Linked DNA regions of Mus musculus: all the other regions are linked to region 7. The links are chromatin contacts, called in public Hi-C, HiChIP or PLAC-seq and promoter capture Hi-C maps. All regions are on one chromosome and are shown on one strand. Each heading gives the region's core, a stretch centred on a gene start, on an enhancer-like site or on the middle of the called end of the contact. The rest is flanking DNA. Distances are from core to core; before and after follow the strand shown.

Region 1 (2,700 bases), core at 87-2,586, 550 kb after region 7:
TCCTGCAGAGCACCCACGTTAGGTCCCTATGTCAGAGGTACCCAAGCACCTGTAACAACTCAAGCTCTGGGAGATCTTACATCTCTGGCCTTCCTGGAAACCTGCATGTACACAAAGCCACATGCAATATCCTAGTTGGTTTTCTGTGGCTGGGATCAAACACCATCACCAAAAGCAACTTGGGGAAGCTGTAAACAGCTCTCTCTGGTTACACTCACTCCATCATTAAAGAGTCAGGGCAGAAACTCAAGGCAGAAGCCTGGAGGTAGGAACTAAAGCAGTGTAAGCTGCACGCTTACTGACTTAATCTCATGGCTTATGTAGGTCACTCCAGGACCACTGCCCACAGTGAGCTCCCCCCCCCCATCATTAATCAAGAAAATGAGAAAATGGCCAATCTGAAGGTCAAGATTCTCTGTCCTAGATGTCTAGGTTTGTGACCAGTTGACAAAAAACCAACTACTACATGCAAATACAGACACACACACACACACACACAGAGAGAGAGAGACAGACAGATAGACAGACAGACAGACAGACACACACAGCATTAAAAATAATAATAAAAAAATGTAGCATGGTGGCACATGACTTTAAGCTTAGCACTTGAGAAGGCAGACAGATCTCTGTGACTTCGAGGCTAACGCCATAGCAAGTTCTAAGGCTACATTGTAGGACTTTGTCTCAAAACAAACAAACAAACCAACAAAAACAGCAACAGCAATACTATTTTTTTCAAGGTAAAAAAGCTGATCACTGGCAGCAGGTTAACCTTGTCAACACGCTGAAGAAAGGAAAGCCACTGCGAGCAATGGGCCTGGACCTGAATGTCAGATGTTGTTCTCCAACCTGCACACGTGCACCTTAGCATGTGCACACCACACACAGGATTCACACATGCACGCACACACTTCCACCACCACCACCAATACAATAACAAAAGCTTCTTAAGCTATTTGGTTGGATCTTCTGCTCAAGAGAGAAGTGGAAGTTGGGCATTTGTCCAATCCCACTTTAAGAATAAGGAGTGTTTCTGAGCACCTGTTAGTTTAAGCAGAACAAAGTGCCCCCAAAGGCAAATTCCTAACACTTCGGGGGCTGAAAGTGCTTCATGCTCCTGAAATCATAAGCCTGCTGTAAAGTGCTTTATAAAGTTTACATAAAGTGTTTTATGTGCTTTACGGGTCTCTCAACATTCAGTTTCCTTAAGAGCACACGTTGAAATGGCTGAGTCTTGGCGCTGCAGCTCCCAAGTCTGTTTTTTCGTCCTGCACCAAAACAGCCCTGGGAGTGATACTTGCTAACAACCCACAGCCCAGCTGGAATCCAGACAAGGAGCTCTGACAGCTGAGTTATCATCCTAACACCCACTGCTGTGGGCGGTATACTCCTTTTCTGTAGTTCTAGTTACACCTCAGAACTTCAGAAGAAAAAAAAAACCTCCATTTACATATGTAAATTGTGGGCATGCAGATAAAAATAAGTACCAGGACATAGTTGTACCAGATGTGCAGCCAGACATCTGCGTTTCTGTTCTGAACAAAAGTGGGTTAGCTCTGTTATGGTCACCCCCACTTTCTAAACGCTTCATGCACCACCTCCTCCTATACTCTCTGACTCTCCAAGGACAGGGATTTCAATATCAGTTTCAAAATCAAAGCAATCTTGAGAAATGCAATGATACAAGATGCCAAATTTTACCCATGTAGCTTTGCCGAAACAAGATTTGAAAATTTTAAATAGCAAGATGAACCTAGACAGCATAGAAAACTGTCAAATGACAACCTAATGTCCAGACATGACTGCCTACCCTCCGACTTCCTCTACCGATCCTCTGCAGTGACCACTGCTGCCAAACACCTCTCAGAAATGTTCCAGCGTGCACAAACACATACTGAAAATGAACATATGACAACCAGGTACACATGGGCTCACAGTGGTCTGTTCTTCAACTCCTTTCTCGCAAAGGAGGACAAGGACCTCACTTAACATTGTACTTGCCCATCCCTTCCTCTCTGCACCCCCAAATTCACCTCATTTTTATATGTGAAAACACTGAGTGTACCACCTTAGCCATATGTCTGCTTACAGTTCATCAGCATTAAGGACATTCACGTGGTCTTTAGGACACACACGTAGCCCCAAACTCTTCTTACTCAACACAGGCTCCTCCTTTTGCTTCCTGCCCCATACATAACCTTTAGAACCCCTCTTTCTCTTGTTTTGTGTTTTAACAACTTCAGGTACTTTGTCTGAATGGAGTCATACGATATTTGTCCTTCTGTAACTGGCTTGTTTTATTGAACATAATGTCCTTCAGGTTTAGCAAGCTGCCTCTAAGACATGACATAAGCAAGTCAAGGTTAGAATCCACCTTGCTTATTTTTGTCCTTTAATTTTATAGCTTTTATATACTAGAAGTAGGGCAAGACTGTTCTACAGATCTGAGCTGTAAGAAGAGATCAATAAACCCAAAGGCCTGTCTCCTTTACCTGAGCAGTACCAACCACTATATCCCCCAGTCCCGGAGAAAAGGTGAGACAGTGGTCCACACAGAATAGTGAACAAGCATTCTAAACAGCAGCGAGGCATGCACCGCCTTCCTAAGAAAGAACTGCACAGAACGGAGAGGTGGCTCCAAGGTTTAAAGCTCTCGTGGCTCTTGTAGAGGATCTAGGTTCAATTCCCAGAATCTACCTG
Region 2 (2,700 bases), core at 142-2,641, 580 kb before region 7:
CTCCCCCGCTGACATCCAATTTAGGCAAGCTATCTCCTCGCCTGTAAAGGGCGTTCAAGATAACTACCTCATAAAGTGGTTTTTAAAAACGTTTCAGTACAATAAAAACACTACAAGATACGTTCTTACTGTTCCCAGTCATTTAACATACACATACTCTGTGGGGGACATACTCTCTAAAGGGGCAGTGAAGAGACTCATGTGGGCTGGATTCACCCTCAAAGGTAGAAGAAATATCAGCACCCTTATTTTCATTGTAGGGGTACGGAGAACCTGGAAATGACTTCCATTGTTAGCCATGCACAGCGGAGGATCTGAGCGTGGGTGCTGGAATTTCCACGTTGTTGACATATGCATAGTTATAGGCAAGGGGGTAACTTAGTAAAGGAAAGATATAGGAGCCTGGGGTGCACCTTATCTCACCTGTGGCCTGACTCCCAGGTACAACAGGGGCTGAGAGAAAGCTTAAGATCTTTCACATACCCCACCCCCACGCTCATTCACTGAAGGCTTTTCGGGTGATGCGTCCCTTGTCAACAATCCCAAGTCTTTTTAGTGTTTCTAAATTAATCTCTGAAACTCCCATCTACATGGCTTCCTATCCTCCTGGCTCAAGTAGGTCACTCCTGATCTATGACACACCGCGTCAGTCACTAGGGTCCGTCCCAGTGCAGCCTCTCACTTTAATGGCCCTCTGGAGCTCCTTGGGCCTCCCTTTTCTTCTCCATCCTTTCTCCTCAGGACCTCGTCTATCCTTCTCTTTGGGGGTTCACAGACACAGCACCTCGAGATCCCAGAAACCCCGCTCTCCTCTGACCTAGAGAAAACGAAAGCCACTCCTGCCTTCGGCCACCAGGAGGAAGTCAGGCATGCGCAGTGGCCCTAGGCAGCAGCCTGGGGAAGCCAGGGTTGTCGAGCGCGGTCCGACTGAGCTGGCGGGCTCGCGGGGTCACGCGGGGCTGGAGGCCGCCTAGTACCTGATAGCGGCCGGTGAGCAGCTGGCTCCGCGAGGGCGTGCACAGCGGCTGCACGTAGTAGTTGTCCAGGACCACGCCGCCGGCCGCCAGCGCATCCAGGTGCGGCGTGCGGATGACCGAGCCGTGAAAACCCAAGTCGTTCCAGCCCAGGTCGTCCGCCAGCACGAAGACCACATGCGGAGGCTGGGTAGCTCCGGAGGCCCGGGCCGGCGACAGCAGCAGCAGCAGCAGCTGCAGCAGCAGCAGCAAGAGTGGCAGCTGCGGCCCGGGACCTCCAGGCCGGCTCCTGCCAGTGCACGGGCTAAGCTTGCCCATCCTTAGCAGCCTGCAGAGCCCGTGCTGCGGGCACCCCCGACAGAATCGGGAACTGAGCGGCCGGGCTCCCCAGCAAGATTTCATCCACCTGGGCGGGCCGCGGGCTGGGGAGGGCCGGCGTCCACGGCCTCCGCCTCCCGCGGGGGCCGGGGGAGGAGCCGCACAGAGCGCGCGGGCGAACTCAGCCGGTCCTTCCAAGGCCCAGAGGCCCGTTCTTTATTTTAGCCATGAACTCGAGAGCCACAAGTTCCAAAGCTGTTTCACAACCTTTATCTGATTAAATCTAGCCGCAAACTTGACAGCTAAGCACTATAGTTAGCGCTCCTTTTATCCCCAGAAGAAACCCTGTAATGGTTTGGACCATTACAGATGAGAGAAGAGAGGTGGTGCAGATGGTGTTTCAGATTCCTTTGTGCAGTGTGTACCCATGAAGCCACTTCCTTCCCATCATCAGTGGGCCAAACACATTCATTCTGTCTGCCCAGAATCTAAAATGAAATGGTGAAGTTTCATTTCAAGACATTCGGGGTATGCCCACCTAAGACTGTCTACTTGCTTACTCAATGTCTAGAGATGAGTGATAACTGTTAGGTGGAGAGAGAAAAAATGTGCGCTGCCTGAAGGACACACCCTCTCTGGCTGAGGCCGAGTCCGTGGGAGTTACTTTACAGCTTTAGAAGCTCTGGATGAATGATACCCTTGAAAAGTAATTATTGCTGATGTACTCAACTGACTTCCATGCGGTTGGCTGATGGGCGTTTGTGGTATTGTTCCTTATAACCAATTTTAATTTCTTATCGGTTTCTCACTAATAAATTAGATGAAATCACATGATGTATTCATTTCTGCATTTGTGATTTGTGTGAGAGTAAAAAAATTCTTTTGTGTGTGTGTGTGGTTTTTTTTTTTTTTTTTTTTTGAGACAGGGTTTCTCTGTGTAGCCCTGGCTGTCCTGGAACTCACTTTGTAAACCAGGCTAGCCTTGAACCCAGAAATCCGCCTGCCTCTGCCTCCCGAGTGCTGGGACTAAAGGTGTGTGCCACCACGCCCGGCCAAAATTTTCCTTTTTAAAAAAAGATTATCCTTGAATATATGTTTCCCTCTTAACATACATAAGAGTTTTCTTTGAAGTAGATAACTACTACTTATCCTTAGTAAAATATAGCCAGAAAGTTTTAAATTTTGGCATTTTTAAACCCAAAAACAATATCTTAGAAGAGTTGTTTGTTCGCTTTTGTGTTGGGGATAGTGTGGTCTCTGCATATTCTTCTACTCCATAATTGTTTTCTATAGTCCTCTCCTTTTTGTTTTTAAGCAGGTGCTTACTATGTACCCCAGGATAGCTCCTCCAGCTCTCTGTCCTCCTGCCTCTTCATCTCCCACTGACAGAACTGGGATTACAGTCCCA
Region 3 (2,716 bases), core at 119-2,618, 710 kb after region 7:
CAGGTCAGCATTCTTAGGTCAGTGATAGAAGTGAAATCATGCAGCCTTGGTCTTCCTGGGCCTGTCCTCCTTCACCCAACATCTGACAGTTCATCCTTGTTGCAAATAACAGGGTCTCCTATATGAACCCTGAACTTCATGATGGGCCTTGCTACATTTTATCTATTCATCTACTGGTGGATCTTAGGTTGGTTTTGTGTCTTGCTTTTAGGAGTTAACATTGCAGTGAGCACAGGGCACAGCTGCCTACCTGACAGTGATTTCCTTTACATACGCAACGACTCATAGTTTTTAACTTTTCCAGGGTCATCCACACCGTGTTCATAGTGACATTTCTTACTTACAGTGTAGCATTGTGTAGTCATACTATATTAATTACCTGGGTTATGGAGTGTAAGTAGGTTCCATTGCTTCTGTCTGAACGTTTTTTACTCCGCGATTGGTAAAAAGCATCCTAATTGCAGAAAGGAACAAAAATCCATTAGAAATCTTGCCTGTATTCGTAGGAGTACTTTGATAATAGCAATTTCATTACTAACAAGGCTGGTGGTTAGAACTTCCAGGGTGAGGGTGTTGGAATGTTGAAGCTCTAGCAGCATCTTCTTGTGCTGTGTTTAGCTCCCTTAATTGCATTGCTTACTTGACCTCATGTCCTTGTGACTAGGTGAAACTTTTGGAATGTGTTAACACAGTACCAGCCTGAAACCCAAGAACCGTCGGATAGGAACGGAAACGTGCACTCAGTTTGCTGTAAACTGCATGCCTGATGTTTCCACAAAAGTATTTGAAATTTTCCAGGATATATAACTTTCTTAAACAGCGAAAAACACTACTAAACTATGCAATATGTCTGGGGCAACTGGTTTCGTGTTCTAGAACGATTATCACTCATACTTGGTTCAGGAATAAACTCTTGAGGTGAGAGGTGTGTGGTTTATGCTGTTTGTAAAGAAGTAAGTTTAAATGTGAAGATACAGGTAGAAAACCAAAGACCATAAAGCAATGGGGCTATATTTTCTGGCTGAGCTGGAGGAAATCCAGAGACTTTGGAGACCCGGTTGAGGCCAAAATTGCCACTCAAGTCAGAGTGACTTAAAAATTTTACTCTCTGAAGGGTTGGGCGAGAACCACTTCCGTTTGTGCTGTCAGGTAATGTATTCTAGCTTTGCAGCCCGCTGTACCCTAGAATGAGTAGCTCCACACCAGAACTGGACCACTGCACTATGGGAAATGTGCCCCGCAATCCTCTCCCCGCGACCCACCTCCTCTCTTCCCACTATCCCCGCTTCTCTCCCTGCCCCAAGCCTAGCAGTTCCAGTGCGCATGCGCACCTTTTACATCACTGGCGCAGAGGTTCCGGTCAGGTCATCTGGCTTCCGCCAGGAAGACAACCAGGAGACTGCCAACCTTGTGCACCTGCGCAGATCGCTGCGTCTGTCTGTCACCATGGCAGCATGTGCAGGGGGCCCGGGTAAGTGTGGAGGGTTCAGCGGGCAGGGTACCGCCTACTCTTTTTCCTGTTTTGTTATTGAGTTGTAAATGCCAGTGTCTGCGGGGTGTTCAAGTGGTGGCTGATTTAACTGAGGCCGAAGAGTATCTCCGTGTGACAAAGGTAGAAACAATTTAGGGTAAATCGATTGTTTAGATACAAAAGGAAAATTCATTTTTGATATTAAAAGTTCAAAATGGTTCAGTAAGGTCTCTAGTCCTTCCCAATCATTAGCCCATTTCCCCCTCAAATTTCTGCTACACATTCGTGGGTGGATCCTTCCAAAAAGGTCTTACATACATACCACATTATCTTTTTTTTTTAACCTTTCACTTTTTGTTTGTTTGTTTTGTTTTATTTGTATGAGTACACTGCAGCTGTCTTGAGACACGCCACAAGAGGGCATCGGATTCCATTACAGATGGTTGAGAGCCACCATGTGGTTGCTGGGGAAGTGACCTCAGGACCCCTGGAAGAGCAGTCAGTGCCCTTAACTGCTAGGCCATCTCTTCAGCCCTCTACCTTCTTTATTTTATTTTTTTTTAAGATTTTTCATTTATTAAATGTAAGTACACTGTAGCTGTCTTCAGACACCCCAGAAGAGAGCATCAGATTTCATTACGAATGGTTGTGAGCCACCATGTGGTTGCTGGGATTTGAACTCAGGACCTTCAAATTTGAAGAGCAGTTGGTGCTCTTAACCTCTGAGCCATCTCTCCGTCTCTGCTTTTTAACACACACATAAACATTAAATATTTCTTTATTTTGCATAAAACCTTTGAAGATTTTAAACAATGTATTTTGATCAATTTATCTTTCCCTCTCCCCCAGATCTTACCAAACCTCTCTTCAACTTCACACTCTTTTTATTTGTTCTTATATTTATCAAACGTCAAAGAAGGAATAGAGTGGACTCTCTCAAGGTTGGGGGCCTCCCTCTGGTTTTGTACTGTGAATTTTAAGAAAGTTTCTGTAAATGTTTATGGTGCATATTTATTGGGTAAGGTGAGACTTTTCCCCTCCCAACCCATAGTAGATCAATTCAATATCAATTTCTTAGGTATTTCTTCCCACGAGGCCCACAAAAGAGGGAGAGGTAGGTGTCAAAATCACATTGGCAGGGCTGGAGAAAGAGCTCATTTGCAAAGCTTCTTGCCTTGCAGGCATGAGGACAAGAGTTCCATCCACACAGCCTGTGTGAAAACCAGGGACCCTGGTACAGGAGGG
Region 4 (2,700 bases), core at 149-2,648, 840 kb after region 7:
CAGGCTACTCAGTAGAGAACATGAATAGGTGGCTTGTGTGCATGTTTTGTGCCACGCCCCCAAGATGGCATTTGTCAACCTGTCTACACAGTGACCTACTATGTTCTCTACTAATGTTCAACATCTACACTGCTGACTTCTTTTTCCCATCAGCTCTGCCCTCCTCTCCTACAATGATAAGCAATAAGCAAACATGTCTGTTAGGAAGAATTACAGCGAATGTCCTTACAATCACAAGTAATGGGAAACTGCCTTATAATTATTGCACACCACTCCCCATTCTTTTAAAGTCAGTCACCCAGACTGCCTCACTGAAGACCACAGCCTTCATCCCACCGTGTCTTCCTAAAGCCAACAGATTTAAATTATTTTTAGCCTCTTCTCCCCTGCATTTTTCTCCATTTACTCAAGTCTTCTGTCTTTCAGTAACAATTCTAAATACCGGCTCAGGTCTCTATTCAAAGTGCTAAATTTTGCTGCCGATTCTGCCCAGTTATATTCGAGCTATATGCACTTGCTAACAAAATTTCAAACATAGAGTATTCTAAGAGGATGTTTAATAAAATCTGGGAATCGCACAAAAATTTCTAGCAAGAAACAGAGATCCCAGATTCCCAGGGGAGACTTTCTACTCATACCTCTACCATGTAAATCTTGCTTCAAGCAAACATAATTCTCATGACTTAATTACTCTACATTACCTTCCACTGAAGAGGTTGTGGTCATTCTTTGGAAGTACTTGAACTCGTTCCTGAAAGTTAGAGAAACAGTTAACCCGTCATGTATGCTCAGGCTCCATTCAGCGACGAAAGGTGCAAGTCCGGTGTGGGTGTGGGGGGTGGTGTTGCTGCCCGCTCAAGGACAGGACTTTGCTCCCGGCCAGGGAGCCTGTGAGCAAAGGCTGGCACAGCAGGGGGATCACCGCGGGAACCGGTAGCTTGGTCTCTGGCTGAGGCCGGTAGGCCTACCGCTCACGCCCGTCCCGCGCGTCCAAGCCAAGTGCATGACCCTACTCAGTGAACCGCCTCAGTTTCCCGAGCCCAGCCCGGCCAATACCTGAGCGGAGGCCAGGGTAGGTCTCCGTTCTTGCCAATCCCCATATTTTGGGACACGGCGACGATGCAGTTCAATGGTCGAACCATGATGGCAGCGGGGATAAAATCCTACCAGCCTTCACGCTAGGATTGCCGTCAAGTTTGGCGCGAAATCGCAGCCCTGAGCTGTGTACCACTTGCGCAGCTTAGGCCCCGCCCCCACCAAGGCCCGCCGCGCATCCTATTTGTGCAGCTAAGGCTCCGCCCCTACCAAGGCCCGCCGCGCATCCTATTTGTGCAGCTAAGGCCCCGCCCCCACCAAGGCCCGCCGCGCATTCTATTTGTGTAGCTAAGGCTCCGCCCCCAAGGCCGGTCCCGCACAGGTTGAGGCGTGCGCGCGCGCAGGCGCGAGAAAGTGCGGCCGCGCGCTCGCGCTCCTAGCAGGCCGGCTCTTCTGCACACTGCAATGCCCCGCGGGAAATCCGCGTCGGGAGGCTCTACTGCCGCCGGCCCAGGCCCGGGGAGGCAAACGGTTCTAAGCCGGTTCTTCAGGTCTGCGGGAAGCCTAAGATCCAGCGCGTCCTCCACGGAGCCAGCAGAGAAGGTAAAGTACGGCTCCGCGGCGCCCCTAGCGTCCACCTAGGCGAAGGCCGTCCCGGGCGGGTTCTGTCTGGGACGGGGCGGAGCTAGAGGGCGGGGTGGGGCCGGACCGCTAGGGGCGGGGTCAGGGTGGGGCGGGTGCGTAGCCGTCGTGGCCGGAAGCGGAGGCCTTATGGAGAGCTTATTAATGGTGGGTAGGGCTAAGGGGCGGGGCCAGGGAAGGCTTAAGGTGGCGGCTTCTTCTGGTCCTTGTTTTAGTTGACTTTTTTACCCGACCAGCGGTAATAGATTTGAGGTCTTGGTGCTTCCAGTCGGTAGCCGGAACCCGAGCCAGAAACTTCTATCGTGGTGAATGGCGAGGACTGGCCGGCCGGCCCAGGATGCGTTTTTTAACCTCTGTTCTTCATTCTTTCCTTTACATTTTCCCTACTGTATTGATGGTTGAAGAGGAGCTTTATTTACATATGCTTGCTTGGCTGACTAGAAGAAAGCTGTCATTAAGGCTAGTTTCTCAGAATTCAAAACCATGTGCTCTGTCTTTCTGATCCCCGTGCCAGAATATCGTTTTACTGTACAGATTTCCAGTGTAAGCATTTAGATGGATGAAGTTTCTGTACATGCTTATAGTTGGCTACTTCCTGTTGCTTGCAGCCCATCAGATAGTTCAAAGCAAAGCAAAGAGAAACAAAACCAAAACCCCATCGTGATACTGCCACAAACACAGGCCCAAGGATGTTTCCCACACTAGCTGGCAATGTGTCACACTTGTTCAGGGTGAGTTAAGGCCTCGGTCATTTCCCAGACTGAAGATGTAGAAGGTGATTGTAACGGGCATCTCCTGTATTTTACTGCAGTTGCAAATCAGTTTAAGAATCTTAACCCATTTCATTTATATTTCTTTCCAATACTGACTAATGCTCTACTCTCTCTTTTTAAGGCTTTTTTTTTATTTCTGTACATTCACTAAGATTCATTTTGCACTCACCACTGAGAGGATATTAGGCAAAAGTTTTAAGTTTTTCATAGATTATCTGCCAACAGATAGTCTCAGGACATCTTTTAATAG
Region 5 (2,700 bases), core at 4-2,503, 530 kb before region 7:
ACCACCACTCCCAGCAAGTACAGGGCGAGGGGAGATGAAGAGATTACTAAAACAGAAACAAACCCATTACCTTCACTCAGCAAATACTGGCAAACACTGGCTCCCACCTTGAGCTGATGCATAACAATGATAGAAACAGAGACATCACTTTCTTATATTAGTCTCCCCAGAATTAAGGACACTGGATGGTTTTTGAGTAAAGATTCTTTAAAAGACCAATTATGGACTAGTCTCTGAAGCAGTATTTTCCATTCAAATGAAGCCTTTGGCAAATGCTGTTATTTTTAAATATGGCAAACACAGAGACTGAACATTGGGTTGGTTTCCACTGCTCTTTTATTTTAAAGGTGTTAATGAATTTATCTGTTTTCATTGCGTGTACATGTATGTGTTCATGTCTGCGTGTGGGTGTGTGCAGGTGTGCTCTCCCAGAACTGAAGTAACGGGGCTGCCCATCGAGGATGCTGGGAACTGACCTCTGCTTCTCTGCAGGAGAAGCACACACAGTGCTCTTAACCACTGAGCCATCTCTCTGGCCTCCGATCTTTTACCTTAATAAATATTTGAAGGCTAGTACATGGTGTTTCACAAACAAGAATCTCATGTATGTTATGTAATAATTTTAATTACATAATTGTGTTTTTAAAAAAGTAACAAGTAACTTTGCTTAGCTTGCATTTAGCCATGAATGGGGGTAAAGAGGGGAAAGCAGGTGACAGAACACTGGCTTTTGCAGAGTTCTAGAAAGAAAACGGGAAGGGAGGATTAAAGCTCAGAACTAGCTGACTCGAGATAGGATGCATCAATTCAGGGGAAATCCAATATTTAGTTCTAAACCTGAATGAAGTTAGGGGGTTTTTATCACTGTTTTGTTTTTAAGGGGTTTTTGAAGATTCTAATTTATACGATGAGAACTGAGGGGAAATGAAAGAGATGAACTCAGGAGGAACTGCTAAATGTATAGAAATGGGAACAGAATACCTCGATGTACTCAGTTAAGTGTTAATGAGCAGAGGACCTTTCTGGAAGTCGGGTTTTTTGTTGTTCATTTCTTTATGGGAATGAGAACTGCCTGCTCTAACCTCCCAAAGAGTCGACATAAACTAGATAAACGTAAGACTACTTTACACCACATAAAAGTGTTCTCATATTTCCTAAATTAGTTTGAGTTACTCTGAAATTATTTTTCAGTCTGCCAAAATTAGAGATTTTTTTTTTCAGGGAAACAGAGCGACTTCGCCGATGTTTCTGCACTAGAGGGCGCTCTGGCACTGTTGGGAAAGAGGACCCTAAAATGGAGCCCAGGGAGAGGAAGCAGAAGGAAAAACAAAAAAACCAAAAACATCAGAAAAATTGAGGCTAGAATACAGCGATGTTTAACTCTCAAGGGGTGGCTTCTCTGTCCTTTTTCCTGAGCATGGGGACAAATTTGTTTTGTTTTCTGAGGGCAGCTGGCCTTGCCTGAGTCCTGGCTGTAAACTTGAGTTCGCTGCAGCAGGCAGGACCGGCTTCCTGCAAGCTTGCATCAATGAGAAGGCCCAAGGGTAAGTACCTGAGCTCTCAGGTTAACCTAGAAATTAACTGTATAGTGTGTTTGTTCGGCTCATTACTAACCATCTCTACGTCTGCGCTGATTCTTTAGGATAAATACTCCATTTTATAAGAGAGCAGGCCAGCCAGCCAAGAGTTAAGTAAAGGATAGATTTAAACCCCAGAGTCCCCACTCGGAAGCTCATGTTTACAATGGCCCCTAAAACGTCAGTTCTCTGTAAAAGTTAGGGTTTTGTTTCTCCCACAAGGTAAATAGGACCCTGGTCACAGGAATCTGGATGTTGGGGGCTCAATGAACCCAGTGAATGTATGCAAAATAAGAGTCGTGGTAAAGCTAAGTCATAGAACAAGGGCTTCTGGGAACGCGCATAGGGGCTTTATCTTGATGACAACAGTCAATGTGGGAAGACCCTTCATAATTGTGGACACCACATTCCCTGGGCAGGGGATCCTGGGTAAAGTGCAGGAAGCCAGTTAGCAGCTGTCCAGGGGCTTGCAATCATTTTAGACTATGGATGTGACATGACCAGTTCTCTCAAGCCACTGTCACTGTGACTTCCCCACTCTGAAGGACTGTAACCTGGACCTGTGAACTGAAAGAAACCCTTTCTCCCTGAATTCGCTTCTGTCAGGGTATTTTTTTCCCCCACAGAAACAGGAAGGAAACTAAGACAGAAGCAAAGCAGAATCAATGCATATAAAAATGTTGTGTAAGTGGTTAACAATTGTACACAGAGAAGCTCTTGATTCCCACTGGTGGGGAAGACTAGACCCACACACACGGGACCACTGTCCCTGTCCCTCAAAAGAAAAGGACATTAGTTCGCCTAAGGATGATTGTGAGAGGGAAATGAAACGTAACAGAGGGAAAGCAAGGATGTGAGAGGTGATACTCAGATCCTCTGGCGTGTGCCTGCCAGAAAATGTCTGGGGTTCACCACTAAGCAGGGGGAATTAAGGCAGAATAAACGTTACCCCCAAACCCAGTCAGTGCTCATCTGGAAAGCAGAGAGGCAGGGGAGTTCTTTCCCTACTCAAAGTCATTTAATGGCATTTGATTTCTCTTCTAGCTGGAACTGATAGTAGTAATGCTATGAAAACTAGTCTCCCAACATTAGATACAGTAAGGTAAGCATCCGTTAGTGAGGA
Region 6 (2,700 bases), core at 180-2,679, 580 kb after region 7:
ACTTACTATACAATGAAAAGGGTTGCATCAAATTGAAGAGTATCACAAAACAACCAGAAAAATGGACTTGGAGGTGCTGCTCAAAGAGCACTTGCCTAGAACTTACAGCACCAGCAAAGAGAGAGAGAGAGAGAGAGAGAGAGAGAGAGAGAGAGAGAATGAATATTTGCAATTTTCTGAAAACAATCTTTTCTGCCCCTCTTGGTCTAAAAAGCCTGAATGGGTCATATTCCTTCGTCCTTCCTTTCCAGACATTGAGGGGACGGGCATCATTTTACTCAAACCAAAAAGCCCCACTTTCCTCATTTCTGAAAAATGCCAGCTTGACATACAGGGCCACCTCTAAGAGGACAGGACTACTATAGGCCACTAAACCTGATGGGTCCAGAGACACAGCTTAACCCCCTACAGCACGTACAGCTGGCTCCCATTGTCCTGACGTTCAAAGTAAACAAGACCAGTCCTGCACCTGAATGCCCACCCACCGCGATCAGATTCGAGGTTTTGTTTTTGTTTTTTATAACCCCTTAAAACCTAACAAAAAGACAACATGGGAGAAAGACATCCAGATGGCTTTACCTAGTTCGCTGTTGTTTTTCTAACCCTGCAGGAAAAAAAAGGGAAATTAGCATTAAAGGGCTAAAACCTAATAATTCTCTCCAGTTAGGAGCCTCCTATGGCTTGGATATCGTGAATTTAACTGGCAAGATTACAAAACAGGTTCCAGCAAGATGAGTTGCAAAGAAGGGAGCGAAGGCTCGTGCCCAGTCAGGGTTGGGTAGGGTCCGGTCGGTAAACCCATAAAGCAGGGCTGAGCCTTCCCTGTGCCTAGACTTGTGTCCGGGAGTTTGCAAATCGGATATCCAGACGTTCTCGTGAATACAGAGCCCCATGTTCTAGACCTGGAGATGCCAAACGCGGCCGCCCTGCTCGGACTGACCAGTTGTGCTCGGAGTACAGAAACAGAGATCTTGTCCAACCCCACGTTTTTCCTGGATTTATCCCACAGGCAGTGCAGTGGCAGGAGAGCTACGGAACTCAGAGCCACTACTCGAGGCTTCGACCGGAGGTGACACGTCCTGGGAACCGATGGGATCCTCAGCTCCAGACCCGCTCGCCCTGCCAGCCCGGAATCCCGGAGGCCGAACACCGAGGTCGCTGGGGTTGCCTCTCGGGCTTCCCCGCGTCCCTTCCCGCCCACAGGGTTTCCAGAACTCGAGCTTGGCTCGCGTCGGTGTCCGCGATTCTGATAACCCGCGCGGCAGCCCGCCTCGCTCACCTGGCCAGCACAGCACCGGGCAGACATCACCGCGGCCGACGACCTCGCCTCGGGGACGCTGCCCGCTGGGCCCGTCACTCGGGCCCTCTCGGCTTGGTCCGCGAGCGCGCGACTGAAGAAGCTCGTCTTGCTTCCTATCCCCGAGCCCAGCAGCCCAGCTGAGAGCCCCGTACCCTGGCCCGAAAACAACCGCCGCCAAGCCCCGCCCCACAGGCTCCGCCCTAAGACCGCCCCGAGTGTAGGTTCCGCCCCATATCCTAGGCCCCGCCCCTTGAGCGGCCCGGCGGATGGCTATGGCCCCGCCCCTTTCCGGGCAGCACAGTGGGCTTCTTCCTCTCTGGCACTTCCGCCGGAGTTAGACCAAGGGAATGCAGTCTTTACAAGCTCTCGGGTTTTACTGACCCGCCGGGTTTCGCGGCGCTCCTCCGCCCCGGATCCAGTAAACTAGATCCGCTTGCCTTTGGTAGTTAAAACCGTAGCCCTAGAGGAAGACTCCCTCCCGAATGCCCTGCGCTGGTCCCTCCACGAGGGCGCCACTGGTATGGGACTGCGATCGCCTTACTCCTCAGGCATCTACCAGATCCACGTTCGGGAAACCCCTCTGTTCCCGCACCCCCTCAGATGCCAGGTCTCCCCAGGCGCCTAGCTGTTCCACCTGCTGTTCCCGCGGAACTCTGACCGAGAGTCGATCTGGGAACCTAGGTTGGGGTCCTAGTTGCCTCTCAGCTGACCCACGTTGAAAGGAGGATTCCAACATTTGCTTGTTGGATGCCAAGGGAGTGCCAAGTTTTGCTCTCTACCTGAATCTCTTCTCACGGTTACTTCAAATGTAAAACCATTTCTGTTAGTATGATTTTTACACCAATGCCTTTTTGGTTGGAAGAGTATTTCAGATAAACATTGCTGTACCCGTGTGAGGAAAGTGACAGCGGATAAGTAACTTGAATAGCTTGCCTAAAGCCTTGGGAAGTGAAAACGCCTAGCTGACAATCCTAGCCTAGCGTCTGATCCTCAGGCACAAAACCCAGGACTTGACCTTCCCTGGACAGAGCCTTTGCCTATAGTGTCTTGGGAACTTTAGGAGATAGAAACTAAAAAAAACTGTTTTTGATAATCCGTGCTTTAGTTATTACCAACGCTGAATCTTCTGGCGTCTTAGATCCAGGAGTTTAGAGTAACACACACAACCGAGCCCTACTTGGCGGTTAAGAAAAGTTATGAAGACAGTGGCTGTAACTAAAAATAAGAAGGTGTGGGAGGAGCAACCTGCTGGGTGGCAGCCTGTAACTCAGAGCCAGGACCTCCGCAGGGCTTCACAGCGAGCTCCATTGTTTGCTGCAGGGCGGTCACTAGACTTAGAACTTCAGCCCCTGGGGAAACCGGTCTGACACCAAGAGTTTGTCTTTGTGGGAACCGACCAA
Region 7 (2,703 bases), core at 151-2,650:
AAGAAATAGAGAATGAGCCATAATTATAGCCATATTTCAGTACTTTTTCAGTGCTGGGTATTGAACCCAGAGACTCATACATGATAGGCTGACATTTTTGTTTGTTTGTTTTAGGTTTTTCGAGATAAGGTTTCTCTGTGTAGCCCTGGCTGTCCTGGAACTCACTCTGTAGCCCAGGCTGGCCTTGAACTCAGAAATCCGCCTGCCTCTGCCTCCCAAGTGCTGGGATTAAAGGCGTGCACCACCACACCTGTCTTGGCCCTAGCCTTCTTATATGCCCTTTTTATGCCCGAAAAGACAAGCAAGACAGGAAACCAGAGCCATGTTGAAGATCAACTTAACTGACATTTATAAAATACTCTACACAATAACTGAACATACTTTATTACCAAAGCACAATTAACATTTACCACATCAGATGATACTCGGAAGCACGTGACAAGTTTTTTAAAAAATTATTTAAATGATTCAAATATAATTTATAAAGACTTTGCAAGTCAAGTGAAACGAAAACTCTTTATCGAAATAAGTGGGATTCAGTTAAGTTATTATTCATATAGTAAGTTATCAAACGACTCTAAGTATTATCACAGAAATGACCTCAGTTTGTGAATTAAGGTAGAAAAATTAAAAATTGAATAACTATTGAGTTCGAGGCCAGCCTGGTCTACAAAGTGAGTTCCAGGACAGCCAGGGCTATACAGAGAAACCCTGTCCCGACAAAACAAAAACAAAACAAAAACAAAAAAACAACCAAACTAAAAACAATGGGGGAAAAAAACCCAGAATAAATAACAAGAAAACCAAAAAGCAGTAAACAAATCATTACTTTCGGGATTGGGAACGGTCAGATTCTACGGGGACAAAACAGGGCTATTGTTTACAGATATTCATCAATAAATCAAGCAGTTTAGACAGTTTCACCAGATACTAAAGTTCTCTCAATGAGAAACAATGGTGGGTATTTGTTAGACAAGTGAGTGCGAGCTAGGGCAGGGTAATGTGTGGGTGGTTTTGGGGGCCTTAGAGGCATGATTTTGTCTCCAAGAAACTGTTTTTGTTTGTTTGTTGTTGAGGAGAACATCACCCACGATTTCATACTGATCTTTCCAGCAATGGGAAGGTTGGTTTTGGATATCTCCTGGAAGGCCCTCCATGGACAGAACAGGCCTCCTGGAAATGGCCAGCGGCACGTAACTTAGGAGGCGGCGCCAGCGGAGCGGGGTGGCCTACTGCCCTGCGGAAGGGCCGGGCTGTACCTTCCCTCGCCACCATCTCAGCAGCCGCCGCAGACTCCCTGGCTGGACCAGGGTGGGGCTGTGCGCCTGCGCAGCTCAGCAAACGCGCTCTCCAGTGTCGGCTGCCGGAAGTCTGACCTTTCGCTCCCGCTGATGATTCCTTTCCGGGGTCACGTTGATCTTCCGGGTCCTGTGACAGGGTTGTCTACGCCGCCTTTTCGGCGACTTTTTAGTCTTCCGCCTTTTTTTTTTTTTCCTCCCCCACCCCCCTTTCTTTTTGTTGTCGCCACCCCCAGCCTTCCACGGCCGCGCGGGCCTGGCCTTAGGCTCGTGACTCTCCGCCGCCCTGCCCGCCCGAGCTGGGCCTCGCTGCGCCGGGCCGCTGGCTGCTCCTACCTCTGCCTGCTCGGGCGGCAGCTCCGGCCTGGGAGCGTGTTGGCGGGCAGTGCCGCTGGGCCCCGCTCGGCCCTTCGGCGTGGACGCCGGTGAGTTTCAGGGCTTCGGTGGGGATGCACGAGTGCAGGCCCCGGTCCCCGGCCGGGCGCGTGAAACTTGGCTGAGACTGGCGCTGTGTTTTGCGCGGGAGAGCCTGGCGCTCCCCCGGAGCTCCCTGGATTAGGGGCGTTCCCAGGCCGCCGGACTTTGGGAAGAATGTTGGCCTTTCTCTGATCTGTCTTCTCGCTAGTTCTCATGTCGCCTCCCGCCCTCTCCTCACTCCCTAGACCGAAAGAGTAAGACTGTCTTGATACTCCCTCTTGGAGTTCCAAAAGGCAGTGGAGACCCAAGGTAAATGTCTAAATTAACGAACTCTTGTGGAAGGCATTTATCTCTGAGACAATTAAACAGCATGGAGTCATCTCAGTCAGGTCAGGACTGGCTGATGGTCGAATTCACTTTTCCTAGTCATATTTGTGGTTGGGCTCTCCTTTCTTTAACTGCTTAAGAACACAAGGGGCAATGTGTTTCCTGGTATCTGTGATTTAAGTTTCTTGTTTTGCCCTATTTGAGCGTTGTTTAAAGTAATTAGTTTGTTGATAAGAGGAAGAGGAAAAATTGTGCAGGTCAAACAGGATTGGAAATTTAACGTGTTTAGCGTATGGTTTTTGTGAAGTCACACTACCATCATAGTACATAGTTTAGTACTATAGGGCTTTGCTGTGTTAACAGCTATTAACACGGTTAATCTGTACTGATTAGTAACCTGTAATAGAAACACTGGTTGGTGTGAATTGCCCCAATTGTATGTGTTCGAGAAATACACAGACTCTGTGAAACTCTTAGATGGAATTTAATTTTTAATAAAAAGAATGCTCTGTTCAGAGCCTGAAGGTGGTTTTGACAGTGCATGCTGAGCAGGATCTGGGAGTTACACTTGTGTTGTAGAACAAAGAACTGATCCAAGACACTTAGAGTGCACACATAACTTGATTAAGCCATGCAGTTCTTGTAGGAAATTGCTACTTTC

What was found. Promoter capture Hi-C pulls out the DNA fragments that hold promoters and counts their contacts. A called contact is a pair of places that touch in the nucleus more often than the background predicts. HiChIP or PLAC-seq counts read pairs in DNA pulled down with a chosen protein or histone mark.
Region 1: a Hi-C map of B cells shows a contact between it and region 7, with 18 read pairs. The contact joins the enhancer-like site here to the promoter of Tent2 in region 7. A contact is called at or near these places in 2 of 39 promoter capture datasets (the C10 cell line and pre-B cells) and 1 of 484 Hi-C or Micro-C datasets (B cells).
Region 2: a contact with region 7 is called in an H3K27ac HiChIP or PLAC-seq map of bone marrow-derived dendritic cells, with 4 times the contacts expected there. The contact joins the promoter of Arsb here to the promoter of Tent2 in region 7. A contact is called at or near these places in 2 of 39 promoter capture datasets (embryonic stem cells and liver), 3 of 115 datasets of contacts at active chromatin or transcription factors (bone marrow-derived dendritic cells, memory CD8 T cells and microglia) and 1 of 9 other capture datasets (adipose tissue).
Region 3: a promoter capture Hi-C map of pre-B cells shows a contact between it and region 7, with 9 times the contacts expected there. The contact joins the promoter of Fam151b here to the promoter of Tent2 in region 7. A contact is called at or near these places in 3 of 39 promoter capture datasets (cranial neural crest, liver and pre-B cells) and 3 of 484 Hi-C or Micro-C datasets (CD4 T cells, CD8 T cells and liver).
Region 4: a Hi-C map of CD8 T cells shows a contact between it and region 7, with 6 times the contacts expected there. The contact joins the promoter of Msh3 here to the promoter of Tent2 in region 7. A contact is called at or near these places in 2 of 39 promoter capture datasets (hippocampal neurons and pre-B cells), 3 of 484 Hi-C or Micro-C datasets (CD4 T cells, CD8 T cells and pre-B cells), 1 of 115 datasets of contacts at active chromatin or transcription factors (the SCID.adh cell line) and 2 of 9 other capture datasets (adipose tissue and liver).
Region 5: a contact with region 7 is called in a promoter capture Hi-C map of hippocampal neurons, with 5 times the contacts expected there. The contact joins the promoter of AW495222 here to the promoter of Tent2 in region 7. A contact is called at or near these places in 8 of 39 promoter capture datasets (the 3T3-L1 cell line, the C10 cell line, cranial neural crest and 4 more), 2 of 484 Hi-C or Micro-C datasets (cerebral cortex and embryonic stem cells), 8 of 115 datasets of contacts at active chromatin or transcription factors (the 230-238 cell line, SST interneurons, astrocytes and 5 more) and 2 of 9 other capture datasets (adipose tissue and liver).
Region 6: an H3K27ac HiChIP or PLAC-seq map of thymic regulatory T cells shows a contact between it and region 7, with 4 times the contacts expected there. The contact joins the promoter of Serinc5 here to the promoter of Tent2 in region 7. A contact is called at or near these places in 2 of 484 Hi-C or Micro-C datasets (CD4 T cells and embryonic stem cells), 10 of 115 datasets of contacts at active chromatin or transcription factors (astrocytes, bone marrow-derived dendritic cells, embryonic stem cells and 6 more) and 2 of 9 other capture datasets (adipose tissue and liver).

The regions. Positions count from the first base shown.
Region 1 is chr13:92,637,992-92,640,691 of GRCm38.p6, reverse strand. All of the region lies in intron 1 of Serinc5 (serine incorporator 5), which reads right to left. Among named protein-coding and RNA genes, the nearest start is that of Serinc5, 28 kb to the right of the region's middle. Within about 2 kb of position 1,336, at least 51 of the 459 cell types and tissues checked have an H3K27ac peak or open chromatin away from gene starts, as enhancers often do. A contact at or near this core is called in B cells, where this site is marked.
Region 2 is chr13:93,770,370-93,773,069 of GRCm38.p6, reverse strand. Arsb (arylsulfatase B) reads right to left here and starts at 1,391. Exons shown (of 8, transcript NM_009712.3): 1 at 978-1,391. The coding sequence starts at 1,292.
Region 3 is chr13:92,482,683-92,485,398 of GRCm38.p6, reverse strand. Fam151b (family with sequence similarity 151, member B) reads left to right here and starts at 1,368. Exons shown (of 6, transcript NM_001163627.1): 1 at 1,368-1,471. The coding sequence starts at 1,447. It overlaps Gm52060 (a long non-coding RNA gene), which reads right to left and starts at 1,326. Exons shown (of 3, transcript XR_003950692.1): 1 at 1,263-1,326; 2 at 380-454.
Region 4 is chr13:92,353,701-92,356,400 of GRCm38.p6, reverse strand. Msh3 (mutS homolog 3) reads left to right here and starts at 1,398. Exons shown (of 24, transcript NM_010829.2): 1 at 1,398-1,638. The coding sequence starts at 1,501. It overlaps Dhfr (dihydrofolate reductase), which reads right to left and starts at 1,618. Exons shown (of 6, transcript NM_010049.3): 1 at 1,057-1,618; 2 at 702-751. The coding sequence starts at 1,142. It also overlaps the pseudogene Gm19308.
Region 5 is chr13:93,717,728-93,720,427 of GRCm38.p6, reverse strand. It overlaps AW495222 (expressed sequence AW495222), which reads left to right and starts at 1,253. Exons shown (of 3, transcript NR_045086.2): 1 at 1,253-1,544. The region is part of intron 13 of Dmgdh (dimethylglycine dehydrogenase precursor); the gene reads right to left.
Region 6 is chr13:92,609,867-92,612,566 of GRCm38.p6, reverse strand. It overlaps Serinc5 (serine incorporator 5), which reads right to left and starts at 1,429. Exons shown (of 12, transcript NM_172588.2): 1 at 1,280-1,429. The coding sequence starts at 1,306.
Region 7 is chr13:93,191,114-93,193,816 of GRCm38.p6, reverse strand. It overlaps Tent2 (terminal nucleotidyltransferase 2), which reads left to right and starts at 1,400. Exons shown (of 15, transcript NM_133905.3): 1 at 1,400-1,723.